Regions from separate parts of the Mus musculus genome. Here region 2 is linked to region 1. Evidence: chromatin contacts called from public HiChIP or PLAC-seq data. All regions are on one chromosome and are shown on one strand. The core of a region is the stretch at or near the end of the contact, and the rest is flanking DNA. Distances in the headings are between cores, read along the strand shown.

Region 1 (3,496 bases), core at 509-3,008:
CATCTGGATGGGCCACATGGGGCAGCCCCTGTCCAGTGGCAGCAGGATGTCAGTCAGAAGTACAATGGGGTGGAAGAGAAGCTTTCAGAGCTCTGGGTAATTTTAGTAGGCTCTGGACCCACCTGGGCTGATCTGCTTGGAAGGAGAGTGGGTGGAGTAGGGCGAGCTGTGGGCAGAAACCAGGTAGGAAAAGCTTGAAGGTAGGCTTTCAGATGGAAGAGTTTGTGCCCTGGTGAGGCAGGGGTTGGGGCGGGCTGCCCAATTATGTATGAAAAGTATTGGCAGGGGTAGGGTGGGGCACAGGGGCAAGAGCTCTGAAAGCAGCTTCACACTAAGATGGATCTTGTGGCAGGGCTCTGGTGCTTCTAGGGCATCCACAGGTTAGTTTTGCCTAAAATAGATGTTCTTTCTATAGCAAGAGAGCAACTGGAGTATGGTGATGAATTTCGGTGAGTCATCAGCCAGCACAAACCCACTCTGTGCCCAGCTGTTAATTTCTATTTATTTCTCCACAGAAGGGAAGAGAAAATAGAGGGAGTTTGTTTGTACAAGCCCTTGTTTGAGATAAATGTGGTCAATCCATATTTGCAGTTCTTAGATACATTTTTATTTTGGCACCAGAGAAAGCTGCAAAAGGGATACTTTTTTGTAGTCAATGAAGATAAAAATCTCATCTTATGCAAAGGTATTTCTTGCACATGGCCTGGAATTTCTCCATTTTCTACAATAAGAGCCCTCCTGCCTGAAATTAGCTCTAAGCCAGAGGAGGGGGAATGATGTCACAACACATAAACTACTCTGCAAATTATAGAGCAAGAGATACAACCCACATCTTGAAGGTCTTCAAACAGCCAAACAGTTGCGGTGTGAGCTTGAATTCCACCCCTTCCTATATACCATAAGGCAATACATCCTCATAGAAACCTGTATAAGATAGTCCTAGAAGCTGGATGCATGATAAATGGACAAACATATTTATATAAAGAAGGAAACTCTGACCTGCATAAACCTTGAGGACATCATGCTAAGTAAAACGTACCAGACACAGGTTTCTGGAGTGAGCACTGATAGAGGTGAAAAGTTTAATGGGTCTGCTGGAGTTAGAGGAGGGAGATTGCTCAGTTAGTGTTTAGTGGACACAAAGTTTCAGCTTGGGGAGATGGACAAGTTCTAGAAACTGGTGGTAGTAATGGTTACATAATAGCATGATGTGCTTAGTGTAACTAAACAGCGGTTAAAACGGGCTGGGGATGTAGCTCAGTGATAAAGCACTCGCCTGGAACATGTGAAGTTCTGGGATAGAATCCCCAGCACAGAAAAATAAGGTTAAGATGAAAATTCTCATGTTAGACATATTTTGCTACAAAGCTAAGGCTACTCTGGCTATTTATTTAGACAGGATCTCACTAGATAGTCCTGGATGGCCCTGAAATTGCTATATATAGCAGGTTCATTTCCCAGAGGCCTGCCTGCATCTGCCTCTTGGGTGCAGGGGTTAATGGTGTGCACCATCATGCAAGGCAAAGCTAACTTGCTATATCAACCAGCTCTAGAGATGCAACCCTAGTAGTCCTCTACCCACGTGGCTTCTCTGAGCCACTGTTGCTTCTGGTGTCAGTGGGAGTTGTAATTTGTCCCTACTCTGAGGTTGTTTAGAGGTACAAAGGGTGATCCAGGCCAGGATACCCTGCCCATTAGCCAACCTTATTTTCCACCCCAAACAGCCACCACAGACTCTACAACCTAGTACAAACTAAAAGCAGGAAGTGGCCACCAGTTGTAGAAAATATTTAATCTCAAGGGGGGGAGGGTCTGCCCTGCCTTTGATCATTCAGTTCCTGGATAAAAGACATGCAACTTTTATTATTATAATAAGCCTTAATTAACACTAGAGCTGGGCAGATATCTACCTTCTGTTCAATTAGAATCTATTTCCTCATCAATAACCATGAATTATAACTTGCTGTGTTCCATCTGGGCTGCTCCTAATTCAAATTGGCCAGCCTTTGTGGCCATGTATTCATAACTTACTTACCCCATAGTGGCTTCCTCCTCTCTCTCCTTTCTTCTCCTCCTCAGGGTCTCCTCAGAACCCAAGAACCCCGCCTATCTCTTTTTTGCCCAACTATTGGCTATATGCAGTTTTATTCCCCAATCAGGGATAACTTGGGTATGTGCAGACTCTCTCAGAGCCAGGCCTTGGGGACCAGTATTTAGCATTAGAATACAAACAAAAGTGACTGGCAGCTTATTGTGGAGCATCAAGAGAGTATTTGAAATCATCTAATTTTCCCACATGGGACAGAATTTGGAGTAATGTAATTTTTTGTTGTGGTATTACTAACGGAACAGACGTTTGGACGCTGATAGACTTAGGTGTATAAAATGTTTTCCATGAGAAACCAAGCAACTTACACTGGTTTGACAGTGGTCAGTTACCCGCCCCACAGTCCAGCGTGCCTGCATTCACCACCCTTCCTTTAAGACTTAGCTGCTGTGTTAACGTTTGCCCTTCCTTCAAATTTGGATTCTTATTACAAATCTAAATCTTTCAATTTTATACTGATTAAATCAGTCCTGCAGTATTTGATTAACCAAAAAAAAAAAAATACAATCAAAAGACTCAACAGCTGCCATGATCCCAGCTTTGTTTTCTTCTTATTTAAACTTGAGCCAAAATGTATGAAGCAGGAAACTTGAGCTTACCATTTTCATGTATATTTTTCAGTGATATTAAGTCCAAGAAAATTTGAATTTACCATTTTCATGTATTTTTTTCAGTGATATTAAGTCCATTCATGTCCTTGAGCAAACATTACCACCAACATTTCCAGAACTTACCCATCTTTTCAAACTGAAGCTGTCACCATAAGACATTACCCTCAGGCCAGGAAGATGGCTCAGTGGGTGAAATGCTTGCTGCTGCACAAGCCTGGTGACCTGACTTCCATTCTTGGAATTCATGTAACAATGGAAAGAGAAAACTGGTTGTTCAAAATTGTCCTCTGACTTCCACACATAGCACGAATATACAAACACACATCATGTGTATATGTATATACCACATATATATATGAAAGGAAAGCAAAGGAGTAAATATGACCTCTCCCCAGGGTGAAAGCCTACACTTGGAACAGGTCCTGTGCTATGAGGGTAGAATGGCCTCTTAGATAAGAGATTGCAACATGCAAATCAAATTGCTCTCAACCAGTGGTCCTCAACTATTGGTAGTGGTGGTGAGTGTCTTGTTCCCAACACCTGACAATTATATAAACATTTTTGGTGGTTACCACTGAGGAGAGGGAAGATAGTATGGAGGCCAGGATTGCTACTCAGTTTCCTGCACTGCATAGTTCAGGTCCCTCATCCAGCTACAATCATCTGCCCCTGTTGTCAGAAAACCTGGCGTTCAGATAGATGCCCTCTGATAGTCCCAAAAGCTAAGAGTACGCTTGTGAAAGGCTGGCTGAGGGGACAGCGACATGTGCCTCCCAGC
Region 2 (3,050 bases), core at 7-2,506, 46 kb before region 1:
GGTCACCTGCTTTCCAACCCCTACCAGCAAATTAATGTTTCTACCCAATCCAATGGTTTCTCTGCCTCTGCAGTTCTCACCTGCCACTTCAGACAAAGCCCACCACTCTGTCTTACCCAAAAACTAGAGCCCCATCCAAAAAAAAAAAAAAAAAAAAAAAGACATTATGGAGAGAATGTTTTTAGCTAAGGAATACACAAAGATGATTTTGTTCAAGTACAAAACTCTAATTATCAAAGGGCTCATTTGGACATTGTCTTTGTTTTCTGTTGCTGTGATGAAACTGGCCAAAAATCAACTTGAGGAAGAAAGGGTTTATTTGGCTTTCACAGCCCATCACTGAGAAAAGTGTAGGGATGAATCAAAGCAAATAGAAGCAGAAACTACGGAGGAGTCTTGCGTGCTTGCTCCTAGGCTCAAGTTCAGCTGTCTTTCTTATACAGCTCAGAGCCACAGGCCAGGGATGGTACATCTCACGGTGGGCTGGGCCGTCCTTTATCAATTAGTAATTAAAGAAATATCGCAAAGACATGCCCACAAGCCAATCTGGTGGTGGCAATTACTCACTTGAGATTTCTTCCGAGGTATGTCTAGGTTTGTGTAAGGTTGACAAAAACTATGACGGACAGTATCCATTACAAACGACTGTAAAGGCCTACCTAAACTTGGGGGATTTAGAACCACCAAAGGAATCTAATGGCACTGTCCACTCTCCTGCTCTGCCTGGAACGGAGATCCCAGATAAACGTGGAGCTCTGAGTTTGCAGAATCCTGGCCTCATAGCGCAGCCCCATAGGAGCGCCGTGCCAGACCGCTCCTCTTTGCTTGCCATGAGCGCTCTCGTAGGAGGCAGGTTCATCCAACAATTCTGCTGGTTCCCTCCCTATCCACAGAGAGGTCTCAAGCATGCTTTGCTCAGTTCCTGGACATGGCAGGGAAGGCAGGAGGTATGGCTCCCCAGGTCCCTTCCTCCCAGATGCAAGGACCTCAAGATAGAGACTCGGGGCCCCGCCCGCACCGCGGAACCGCTCCTCCGCCACCTCCCGGGACGCGCGCTCTCTGTGCACCGCCGGCAAGCTGCGGAGCAGCGCGCGGGTCTCCGCACTCTCGCCGAACGCTTCCAGGGCGGAGGCGCGAACAAGCGCATCATCCTCCACCTCCTCCTCGGCGGCGCTCGCAGCCGGCTCATTGCTCAGTACCATCCTGCCAGCAGCTTCCGTAAGAACCCTACCGGCAACCGGGAAGAAAAGAGATACAGCACGAGAACTGCCAGCCCCGCCCTGAGACCTTCGACCCCCAACTACGGGGCGCGCAAGCCAACAAAACAGCTCACGCGAAGTCGGCTCAGCGCGCAAAATGATGCTTGCGTGAGTGAAGGGAAGCACCAGAAAAACTAAGCCTCCAATGTCTACAGCCTCAACAGGGAGTGGGTGGAGCCCAAAAGAGGTGGGGCTAAGGAGGGTGTGGCCGGAGCAGTGGGCCGGTACGATCTTTACAGGGAATGAACTCTAGTGTTGGAAGCCTTCTGGAGCTTGAGTGTGTGTAAGGTTAAGGAAATAACTGGGTTTGAAATTGGGGGCAGGAACATGGAAGGTTTTGAGCTAGTGTGGACAGCGCAGGAAAGCTGAACTAGTAGAAAGAGCCAGAATAGGACGGGTGGTGTATGAACGCAGGGGAGGAATGGGTTTTGAGTGTGGGGGCAAGAATGGGGCAATGATGTCTGAGCACCTGCAGGAGTGGGGCGCGGGGGGGTGCTTTAAGGGTGTAGGAGACAATGGGGTATTGCTCCAGGATGAAGGCTTTTGCCGTGACCTCAAACAGCACCATCATGACCACCCAAAGCAGTCCTGAGAAAAGACGTGAGCTATACGCTGCTGGCCCTGCATTCACCAGAACAGACCTCACTGGGAAGTAGAAGACTGGAGTGGTTAGATAGTTTAGTGTGCAAAGTCTCCTTCACTAAGCCTCGGGAGTTGAATGTGTAACAGTAGGCCCCCAAACCTTAGCACATCCTACTCCATGATTAAAGTGCCATTCAGGCTGTAAAACTCATTCGACAGCACCCACGGGGCAAACTAAAAAACAAAGACTTGATCCTTCAAAGTCCGTAGGTCCTGAAAAGTTTCTGAATGTGCTAACTTTGCTTTTTGGCTTCTCTAGTTCTACTTCTCGCTCACTATTGTTGATAACTGAAGTATGTCAACCTAGAACATATTTGTGTGTGTGTGTGTGTGTGTGTGTGTGTGTGTGTGTGTGGTTAAAAGTTCATGAGAAGGATCACTGTTTTGCTGGGATCCAGAATACCCAGGGTAGTCACTGGCCTGCTAATAAAGACTTTCTATTGGCTTAAATATAGATCCTAGCAGTCTTCTCAGATATGTTGTGGGGTAACAAGTTTGGTCCTCACATAGTGGAAGAAGAAGAGAACCACAAGTTGTACTCTGACCTATACACACATATTTCAGCACATGAGTACGCAAAATAAAATCTAAAAAAATAGAAAACAGTGAGGTGCTAGAGAGTGTCTGGCAGTGATTGTAACTGAAGGACCGGAGCCAAACGGGCTAGCATGGTGGCTTCCTTCCCTATTCGCCTGCGGTACCTGGGGCTTCAGCCGCTGAGGTGGGAGCTTGCCCGCAACAGTGCTGCTGTGGTGTCAGCCTGAGCTACATACGGAGCTCCCTGGAAACTGCTGCGCTGCCATAACCTCAGCCTCTGGATGAATGCGTTGTAGGCCGACTCAAAAGTAGCCCAGTTAGGGATCTAGTTTGACATTTTATTAGGTCCAGCCCTCTGCTACCTGAGCAGCTTCCTCATCACCCCCAGGGACGGGCTTCTGTACTCCCGTCCAAAGTGGTTCCAGTGGTTTAGGTAGTTAAAGAGCTGGTACAGCAGCAGGCGCTTGTCGAACCCTGGAGCCTTTGGGATCTTCCGATGGTAGGCAGTGAAGAAGGATCTGGGGAACCCCCCAAACATCGATGCAATGGCCAGTTCAAACTCAGAATGGCCATAGAAGGAGGCTGGATCATAAATTACGGGTCCCTGGTCAT

The links. HiChIP or PLAC-seq counts read pairs in DNA pulled down with a chosen protein or histone mark.
Region 2: a contact with region 1 is called in an H3K4me3 HiChIP or PLAC-seq map of the SCID.adh cell line, with 11 read pairs. The contact joins the promoter of Tbcd here to the enhancer-like site in region 1. A contact is called at or near these places in 18 of 39 promoter capture datasets (the 3T3-L1 cell line, 3T3-L1-derived adipocytes, the C10 cell line and 13 more), 5 of 484 Hi-C or Micro-C datasets (CD8 T cells, cortical glia, cortical neurons and 2 more), 4 of 115 datasets of contacts at active chromatin or transcription factors (the 230-238 cell line, the SCID.adh cell line and embryonic stem cells) and 2 of 9 other capture datasets (adipose tissue and pancreatic islet).

What each region holds. Positions count from the first base shown.
Region 1 is chr11:121,404,478-121,407,973 of GRCm38.p6, reverse strand. No RefSeq gene overlaps it. Among named protein-coding and RNA genes, the nearest start is that of Fn3krp, 15 kb to the left of the region's middle. Within about 2 kb of position 1,758, at least 33 of the 459 cell types and tissues checked have an H3K27ac peak or open chromatin away from gene starts, as enhancers often do. A contact at or near this core is called in the SCID.adh cell line, cortical neurons and hippocampal neurons, where this site is marked.
Region 2 is chr11:121,450,197-121,453,246 of GRCm38.p6, reverse strand. Tbcd (tubulin-specific chaperone d) reads right to left here and starts at 1,256. Exons shown (of 39, transcript NM_029878.4): 1 at 1,019-1,256. The coding sequence starts at 1,202. Fn3k (fructosamine 3 kinase) reads right to left here. Exons shown (of 6, transcript NM_022014.4): 6 at 2,757-3,050. The coding sequence ends at 2,797.